Regions from separate parts of the Zea mays genome. Here all the other regions are linked to region 3. The links are chromatin contacts, called in public Hi-C maps. All regions are on one chromosome and are shown on one strand. Each heading gives the region's core, a stretch centred on a gene start, on an enhancer-like site or on the middle of the called end of the contact. The rest is flanking DNA. Distances are from core to core; before and after follow the strand shown. Region 1 holds the start of LOC100283106 (ubiquitin-conjugating enzyme E2 7). Region 2 holds the start of LOC103651028 (heat shock 70 kDa protein-like). Region 3 holds the start of LOC100280707 (osmotin-like protein).

Region 1 (3,026 bases), core at 71-2,570, 180 kb after region 3:
TTCCCAGCCCTAAAACCGCCGAGGCAACACAACAACACCACCAACTCCGTAGCATATGTCGACTGCTGCTGCGCTACGGGTTTTGGTTGTCCAATATCTCAGACCTGGACTCCTCACCGCTAAGATAACCTAAGCGTGGTAGGCGCCACCGTGTCCTCCTTGGCGGCATGTATGGGAAAAAAGGCTAGGAGCAAGATCGACTCGCCTGTACCCGCGTCGATAAGCGTCGGTTGGCTCGTGGCTGCGACCGTGGGCGGGGGCAGCAGGTTGGTGAGGAAGAACAGGGCGAGGACCGAGAAAACGAACGGGACGTCCGACGACAGCGAAAACGATGGTACACACATGCTGTGAAACGTCCTCGTGGACGTGTAATAGCCACTGCGAAGGTCGGTGTCGGGGCTGATGTAGGACGAATATGGGGAGGAGGCGCCTGCTCTCACGCCCTCTGCCGAGAATGAAGTGGCGCGGAGGCGGATACATGAGGGGAGAGAGAAAATAAATAGAATGTCGGACGAGATGGCGACAACTGAGATGAATATCATTATTATCGTGCGGAGGTATAGATGGACGAATGGGTCGTGTCTGGCGGGCCGGCCTGGGGCACGACCTATTTAATAGTGTCTGGGCCAGCCCGACATGAGCGACGTAACGTGCTTGGGCCGTTGCCTCGACTCGTAGTGCTGGCCCGGCCCGACACGATTATATATTTTTATTTTACAAAAAATCGTATATACATATGTATAATTTATATTTAATATTAAAAACATCTTAGCATAATGTTCTACTAGTTAGATGGCTTCACCTAGTGTCTTCCCTTCTCCCATCACGACGTGGATTTAAACCTCACCTCTTGGATCATTTTTATATTTTACGCCGATTTAACCAAACGGACCGACGAACTAACGGGCCGGCTCGACACGGTCAACAGACCGATGTACTGGAGCTGCGGCTCGCGTGCGTCGGGCCTAGCGGGCCTATGGCGGGCCGCCTGTTTACTATGCGGAGGTGTAGTTTGGAACGTGGATGTTGGTTACACGGAGAGGACAGACTTGTAGCGGGTTAATTTAAAATAGATGTGAGAGATTATTTATAAATAGTTGAAGAAAAATGACGGTTGAAACTGATACTTTATTATAGCAGGGATAGAGATATAGATACCGAAAATGAAAACAATGTATGTAGATAAACTTTGGTTAATATGCTCAAATCGATCTTATCATTCGGGAGCGGTGCATTAGCAGGCAAAGGCACCCTACCAGAGTACCAGTCAACAGCCACCGTTTCGATCTTCGCCACACCGCTCGGCGCTCGCCTCCGCCTGATTCCCATCTTTCCCGAGCTCCACACCTCACGTCTATAAATAAGGCGCCCGCGGTGCCCATCAATTCGCGTCACCGCGTCCCGAGAGCGCGATTCATTCCGCGCGACGCAAAACCCTAGCCCATCCACCGATCCTTGTCATGGCGGCCACCACCAGCCAGGCGAGCCTCCTCCTGCAGAAGCAGCTCAGAGGTGCGGCCCGCCGGAGTTCCCGTGCATCTGTTTCCGCTCGATTTTTTTCCTTTTTGCGGATTATTTGGCTGACTGACTTTGGGTTGGTTTGTGGTATGGTGATTGACGCAGATCTCGCCAAGCACCCGGTGGATGGGTTCTCGGCTGGGCTGGTCGACGATAGTAACGTATTCGAGTGGCAGGTCACCATCATCGGCCCGCCCGATACCCTATAGTGAGTTGGATCCCACCACTTCACGCGTTCTTCCGTGCCTTGTCGAAATGAATTGCTTGTTTGTTGTGTCTGTGCCATGTCCTATGGACTATGATGGTGTTTGTGTGTTATTGTGGACCGAAAGCAGCGTTTGAAAATCTTACTATACGGGATTGATTTCTAGTGGAGGCTAGTGCGGGGCGGAATTTTCTTTGCTTGTTGATTCTTGATTGTTGTAGCGGGTAGGTACTCCTAGTAGTATATCAACTTGGCAACACGTCAGGTGCCTAGTTCCATCGAGTTTGTTTGGTTCTAGGTGCGTTGGCTGCTCTGTTAATCCGCTAATAGTGCTGTTTTTAGGAATATGTTCATAACTATATCAATGTTTAGAATCGGGATCTTCAAGTGCTTATCAGGGCCTAGGGAATTGTTAATCTGAGTTCAGCGATTAACTGTGTATACTGTGAATGGGATTTATATTGAAAGATTGGGTAAGATAGGCACCATAGGTATGCTGCTGGTGACTGTCTCAAATCTCGTAGTTGTTTAGAATAGGTTCTGCATCATCATGTTATGAAATGAGACTGTATGTATGTTTTGGAGTTTGTAGCAGATAGTTGCGACAATTTCTCGTTTCTATAATGTAATATAGAAAGAATTTGTGCTACTTGGCCCAAGTAGAGTCACCTTAATTTTGTCAACCTGATTGGTGCATGGGCAGAATTTTAATAGCAGACACTGCCTTTCTCGGCAGGTTTGGAATTTGATTGTAGGTAGAGATGAAATACATGCATCCTAATGCCCATGTGAATTCTTGTACTGCTTATTACTGAAATACATTGTGAATTAGAATGGTCACTGTATGCTGTAATTATGCATTCTAATTTTTTTTGGAGTACGCATACCCCAACTTGCTTGGGACTAAAAGGCTATGTTGATGATGATGATACGAAAACAACATTGGGGGTCACTGATAATCTGATACTGATAAATTTGAAAGAACACTAGTTCGGGTACATGAGTTCACTGTATATGATTTGTAAATGCCCGCTGTGTTTGATAACTGTTATCTTATTCATAAAGATGGGTTGGTTTGTATTGAGAGAGCATGTAGCAGTGTAGCACACTAGGAACTCAGGAAGTCACTTGAATAGCCTGCCACTAGCTGAAGTGTGGCAAGTAGCAAAGCAGCTTGGGTTTTTTTATGGTAAATTTAACTACATAATCACAAGTAGTGTGCCTCTTTCATTTTTTATGTCAGTTTTTTCTCTGGGTATTGCATATTTACAATTGGTTACATAAAATTGAACATTTCTGATGT
Region 2 (3,352 bases), core at 772-3,271, 160 kb before region 3:
TGCGAGTCGTTGAAGTAGGCCGGCACTGTCACCACTGCATTCTTGATAGTAGAGCCGAGGTAGGCTTCAGCAATCTCCTTCATCTTGATGAGCACCATGGAGGAGATCTCTTCAGCAGCGAACTGCTTCTCCTCACCCTTGTAGGAGACTACAATCATAGGCTTGTCACCAGGGCCAGGGATGACCTTGAACGGCCATAGCTTCATGTCACTCTGCACTGACGGGTCAGAGAACCTCCTGCCGATCAACCGCTTGGCATCTGCAGTACAATGAAATGAACAAAGATGTGTGAGTAACAGCGGTCAGCACTAGGTAGAAGGCATAGAGCAAGATACTTATTGTGGGCATTATAGCAAAAAATAGGGGGAGCTACAATATGTAAAAACAAGCACGTATCAATAAACCCAATTTTCCTGTTTATGTTTATCGGTGAGCCCGGATATTTTTTCTTTGTCAGCCGAAATTTTCAAATTTTTTGAATTGGCACTGTCAAATGTTTAAATTAGAAGTCAGTTGGTCTATATGTCTTCTTATGCTCTCCTAGTATACTAAAACCCTAAATTTTTTCTCTATACTTAATTGGTTGTGTCTAAATATAATCTAGATGATATTTAAACAAACTGAGTCATTTTCTTTAAATTTAAATTTGTAACGAAAAAATTTGCCACCAATAGGTCTGATAATCCTGTTTATCGCCAACCTCCCATACAATATTGATAAAATGAACCCTGATGCCAATACGTTATCAGTTGGCACATACTAAAAGAAGGCAAGCAGAGCAAAAAGGAAACTCTTTCTTCTTTATTTTATCACAAAAAATGAGCAGGGCAATGCATCAAAATACTATCAGATACTTATTATCACAACAAATGAGCAGCGCAATGCATCAAATGCTGTCAGTTATATTTCTTCGGACAACAAGAATTTACAACAAGGGCACACTTAGTTTTGCAACAGCCAACGAGCAGAGATAACCATCAAAATCATGTCAGTTATTAGATGTATTTATTCAGACAGTAACAATTTAATAGCAAACAAACACGAAGGAGAAATTAGGAGTATCTAATTTTGACACATAGTAAGCTACGCAGACTAACCAACTATACTATCCACCTATAGTATGCATCCCTATCGCGAATTTAACAGCAAACTTCTGAATAAGCGTCCTATAACAACAACAGGAGCATAAGTACCACTAAGACCAAATTATATTTACCAACAAGACCAAATTACACGCTGCTCATATTTTTTGAGTAGATTCCATCTTTGAGTACATGTTCCTTTGTCTGTTACTACAGAGCACGGTAATTATTCAGCATATAGAGAGCACGATTTCAGAATTTAAACTGTACATCCATTGATCCAACTTAAGCACTCGCGCATACTAGAGGCTCTAAGCATTGAGAGAAACATGGCAGTTCGCGCATACTAGAGGCTCTAAGCATTGAGAGAAACATGGCAGTGGCACCAGCAAGTCAGAGCTAGGAGTGAGCACGTACCGAAGACGGTGTTGGTGGGGTTCATGGCCACCTGGTTCTTGGCGGCGTCGCCGATGAGCCGCTCGGTGTCGGTGAAGGCGACATAGGACGGCGTGGTGCGGTTGCCCTGGTCGTTGGCGATGATCTCCACCCGGTCGTGCTGCCACACGCCGACGCACGAGTAGGTGGTGCCGAGATCGATCCCGATCGCCGGACCCTCGCCCTTCGCCATTGCCACCAGCTAGAGAATCGCTCTCCCGAACGAAAGAAGGAATCTAAAAGAAGTAGCAGAGCAACTCGAGATCTAGAGAAATGGAGGGAAATTGGATTGCGTGCTTTGCTTTTGCAATGATAGTTGAAGTTGAGGAAGGGAGGAGGCAGCGCGTGGGTTTTTATCGTGGTGTGGACGTGGTTTCGGGAACGTTCGAGCGCGGCGGAGACCTACCGTTGAATTCAGATCGGAGGGGCGTTCCGGAAGGGTCTGGATGGTGCGGTTCGGGAGACAGGCTAATAGCGGCGTGACAAGTGGGAACACGTTGGCCCCGGCTGGGGCGCCTCGGCGCGGACACCTGGGGCTGGGTAGAGATGTCCAAACGGGCCGCCTGGCCCGGTCCGCCAGGCACGATTAAAAAACCGGGCCGGGCCGGCTAAGCACGCGGGCTCAATTTCTTGTCTGAGCCCGGCCCGAACGGGCCTAAACGTGCCGGGTCGGCCCGTTTAGCACGAAAAAAGCGGGCCGAAAAGCGGGCTATGCGGGCCGAAAAACACGTTTTAGTGTAAAAAAAGCGGGCTTAACGGGCTTAGAGCTAAACGGGCCGTGCCGGGCTAGCCCACCGTGCCTAATTTCCTATCCGAGCCCGGCCCGCTTATTCGTGTCGGGCCGGCCCGGGCCCACATATAACCGGGCTGTGCCGGGCTCGCGGGCCTCGTGCTTATTGGACATCTATAGGCCTGGGAGCCGCTCCGGGCTTTGCCTCTTTGGGCGCGTGATAGAATTCCTGGTGGCTTCCAGGCTTCCACTGTGTTCTACTGTTCTAGGCGATGGCTCGACGCCAGAAAATTTATGACATAGTTTAAAATAAATTAGGCTTCCACAGTTAGACCTTGTTCGGTTATTCCCAATACACATGAATTGGATGAGATTGCAAAATTTTTTTAAGAAGTTTGACTTGTTTGGGATTAAAATCCATCCAATCTCACTTAATCCACATGGATTGAGAGCTAACGAACAAGCTCTTAGGCTTCCAGGCTTCCACAGTCAGACTTCCACTGTGGTCGAGATCTGGCGCCGATGGCGGAGAACGCCAGAAAATTTAGGTGTTATTAACGCAACAAAGACTAAAAATTTATGACATAGTTTAAAATAACTTGTAGCTATAAAATAAGTAATAGATGTTGAAAAATATCTTATTTAATAGTAATCTTGGTTACAATCTATTTACAACCAAATGCCATATAACGAATAAAATATGGGAAAAAAAGAAAAAAATGAGTTATCAATGGCAAATTGAAGTAAAAATTGTTGAACAAGTGAAATAAGAATATACCTTTAGTTGAGTCTAGTTGTAGGAGATCTGGACAATTGCATTTGTCTAGTTTTTTTTATTTTGAAATGTCTTCTTGATTTTCTGAAGGTCGAGTCATTTAAAAATTTCTCTTTCAATGTAGCACACCATCAAGTCATTTAACCAACCATCGGACATCTTGTTGCGCAACTTAGTCTTAATAATCTTCATAGCCGAGGAGACCCTTTCCACTGTTGCAGTCGCCACCGGTAGCAACAATGCTAACTCAATAAGTCGATATACCAGTGAAAACACAATATGCCTCTCAAGCTGAACCGTTGTCTTTGATAGACTAGCAAGATCACAACA
Region 3 (3,435 bases), core at 467-2,966:
TTAGCCGTCGCTTCGAGTTCTTATCTCCGGGATTGTTTTCACCGTTGTAGTACTTCTACCTGTCATGCGACCTAACTTACCATTTGTCTCTGCAAAACACACGTTAGTCACATATAATATTACGTTGTCATTAATCACTAAAACCAACCAGGGGCCTAGATGCTTTCAACGATCCTATTTTTATGACAGATCCGAAAAATATGACAGCCGCATGCATGCGGTTTCTATTTTTATACAGATCCAAAAATTATGGTAAAATCATGGGAGTTTCCATTGCATGCGCGCAAATTACGAACCGTATAAATCAAGGAATTGTCTTTCCAATGTGCATGCAAAAAATATGCATGAAGTAAACTGATATACGAACTCCGTGTTTAAGCATAAAATTGTATAGTTTTTAGCGTAAATAATACATGTGGTAGGCATAAAACACAATAATCGAAAATAAAACATGAATCGAAGGAGGTAGTGGCTGGAGGACGTCATCGATGACACAAACACAAATGTAGGTCGCCACTCGGGCCGCCCAAACTGTGTCGGATCAGAGGATGTCACGCGCGATCATCGCTGGGCGCATCTCGCGTCTTCTGTGACGCCGCTCGCTCGAACCTCGCGCCTCATGCATCGCTGTCACTACTCGCACGTCGACGGGCGCCGCTTGCTCGCCGGCCTTGAAAGTGCCGCTTCCTCGGGGCCTCGGGGACGCCGCTGCTTGGCCGCAAAAGGGCCCCGCTGTCGCTCGCCCTCTAGATCGGGGAGCCGCCGCCACCGACCTGGGAACCGCCGCCACTACTCCGGATCGAGGAACCTCCGCCATCGCGCGTCGAGGTCATGGAGTTGCGGCCACCGGCTAGGGGTCCACCGCTGTGCACGCTCTGAGGCAATTACCGTCGTCGCACGCGACGTCACTAATGAATCGGGATGTAGCGTAAAAAACTAAACCCTAGCACTCCGGGTCCTGTTTTATAGACGTCCGGACCTGGTCCGGCTCGACCGGATTGCATTGTCTGACCTAGACTTTCTCTAGTTATTGGAAGCTTAGGGCTCTTAATATATAAACTATATATATATATATATAATATTTGCACTAAAAGTGAAAATTTATTTAATTCAGTGAGCTACAGAGAAATTTAACTCCTACGATTGCTAGCTATTACAGTAGCACCACGTGTTACAAGAAAAGGAAATGAAAGCGGATAAGATCAAATCTGTGAAATATGCATAATCAAATGGGACACTATGAAATAAAGGAACTGCATCAGCGTCGCACCCAGCCAGGCGACCTCTTTCGGACGCTCGGACCTCAAGAGTTTACCTGGACCTGTCGGGTGGGATCCCAGGGCATAAACCAAACGGGATGAAGGCAACCTCCGTGCCTTGAAACCAAGCATGGAATAGCCGTGACTGAATCAATCGCCAGATATTTTTTTCCCATGCGGACAAAGTGTTCGCGTACATCTTGAGTTCTGAATGGAATTATATCTTGTCGTTGTTATGTATTACTGCGGTGAAGAGCAAGGTCTCGACGGAAGATGAAGCGAGAGGTTTGTCCTTTGTTCACTGCATAAAAAATGCAAAGGGAGTCGACGCATCGAGACACGGACACGGCCGCACCAGTTCGCCAAAGCCTTCAGCCAAACAAAATTACAAAACCCACGACACCCACCCCACGTCCTATAAAACTAACCCACCTAAAACCACGGTCCACGACCCTCGCTTCACTTGTCACGGACTCGCGTCCACAAACCACAACCAGCTCACTCAAGAACAAAGAACCCAACCCATGGCTTCTCCCAAGCCGCTCCTCCTGCTCGCCACCTCGTTCCTGAGCTGCGGCCTCCTGGTGGCCGCCGACTACGCCCCAATGACCCTGACCGTGGTGAACAACTGCCCCTACCCGGTGTGGCCGGGCATCCAGGCCAACTCCGGGCACGACGTCCTGGAGGGCGGCGGCTTCTTCCTCCCGCCGCTCTCCCACAAGTCCTTCCCGGCGCCGGCCCACCCCTGGTCCGGCCGCATCTGGGCGCGCACGGGCTGCGCGGGCGCCGGCGCGCAGCTCCACTGCGCCACGGGCGACTGCGGCGGGCGGCTCCAGTGCGGCGGGCTCGGCGGCGCGGCGCCCGCGACGCTGGCGTAGGTGAACCTCCACCACGGCAACGACCAGACCTCGTACGGCGTGAGCGTGGTGGACGGCTTCAACGTGGGCCTGTCCGTGACCCCGCACGAGGGCCGCGGCAACTGCCCCGTCCTCGCCTGCCGCAAGAACCTCACCGAGACCTGCCCCGGCGAGCTGCAGCTGCGCTCCCCGGCCGGCAGCGTCCTCGCGTGCAAGAGCGGCTGCGAGGCCTTCCGCACCGACGAGCTGTGCTGCCGCAACATGTACAACAGCCCGCACACCTGCCGCGCCTCCAAGTACTCGGAGTTCTTCAAGCGAGAGTGCCCGCAGGCCTTCACCTACGCGCACGACAGCCCCTCGCTCACCCACGAGTGCGCCGCGCCGCGCGAGCTCAAGGTCATCTTCTGCCACTAGAGCTCGGAGGGCTGGGCTGGGCTGGGCGCGCCGCGCCCGCCCGTGCGCCGCCGCCGCCAACAAGTGTCGCTAGTAGAGGTAGTAGGATGCCTGGAATAGCTGTGGGCCTGTGGGCTGTGGCTGTGTTCCCGTCGTGTCTGTGGCGGTGTGGCCTGTGTAGGCTGTCTGTACTCTGTAGTATACTGGGTTGTTGGATGCATGCGTTCTGGCCGCAAGACTGATGTCATGCTGTTGCTGCTTACTACAGTTTGCAGTCTGAAATAAAAACTTGTTTGATGAGCACTGTAATGATCGTTCGCGTATGCTGAATCACTTGCTATATACTTCGATCGGTTACATTTGCGATGGAATTTCTAGATTAAACTAGAATCTAACATGAAATTGTGTCAAACTTCTAATAGAGACCAGTGCCGCCTTGTCCCTTTCGCGTTCCACTTTTTGGCAGCTTTACCTCTGCCTTTAGATCATGGAATCGGGTTGTTTCTCTCCGTTTTGGCGCCGCTGCTCCGAATCTATGTCACAGGCTCACAGCACAGAATTGAGCTCAAGTGGGTACAAAACGGTGCAGCGAGAACGTTGATTAGGTATTTGGTGTATGCACGTTCTGTGCAGGGATCACCAAAAACCCATCAATCTTGAGCAGTTTAAATTTTCAAATTTAAATTCCCGGATTTCGCTATTTCTCCTTAGAAACCGTCGCATCCGGATCGGATTTCGCTTCTTTTCACCGAGAAACATGATTTAACTAGGAAAAATTTAAAATTTTAATATAGTTTGCTTCTTTTTTTTTAGATATTCGCGGGGGGAGGGTGTGAGATATCCCACCTTTTCATTGCCAACATAAAGGCTCATACATGAATTAGTTACATGTCGGTTAAGTTGTTACAGAGGGGATTGACGAAGAG

Evidence for each region. A called contact is a pair of places that touch in the nucleus more often than the background predicts.
Region 1: a contact with region 3 is called in a Hi-C map of leaf, with 8 times the contacts expected there. The contact joins the promoter of LOC100283106 here to the promoter of LOC100280707 in region 3. A contact is called at or near these places in 3 of 25 Hi-C or Micro-C datasets (ear, leaf and tassel).
Region 2: a contact with region 3 is called in a Hi-C map of leaf, with 7 times the contacts expected there. The contact joins the promoter of LOC103651028 here to the promoter of LOC100280707 in region 3. A contact is called at or near these places in 3 of 25 Hi-C or Micro-C datasets (ear and leaf).

Annotation. Positions count from the first base shown.
Region 1 is chr3:186,543,403-186,546,428 of Zm-B73-REFERENCE-NAM-5.0, forward strand. It overlaps LOC100283106 (ubiquitin-conjugating enzyme E2 7), which reads left to right and starts at 1,321. Exons shown (of 6, transcript NM_001156008.1): 1 at 1,321-1,512; 2 at 1,624-1,726. The coding sequence starts at 1,461.
Region 2 is chr3:186,200,615-186,203,966 of Zm-B73-REFERENCE-NAM-5.0, forward strand. LOC103651028 (heat shock 70 kDa protein-like) reads right to left here and starts at 2,022. Exons shown (of 2, transcript XM_008676621.2): 1 at 1,500-2,022; 2 at 1-259. The coding sequence starts at 1,710.
Region 3 is chr3:186,363,964-186,367,398 of Zm-B73-REFERENCE-NAM-5.0, forward strand. LOC100280707 (osmotin-like protein) reads left to right here and starts at 1,717. Exons shown (of 1, transcript NM_001153626.2): 1 at 1,717-2,812. The coding sequence starts at 1,784. The coding sequence ends at 2,137.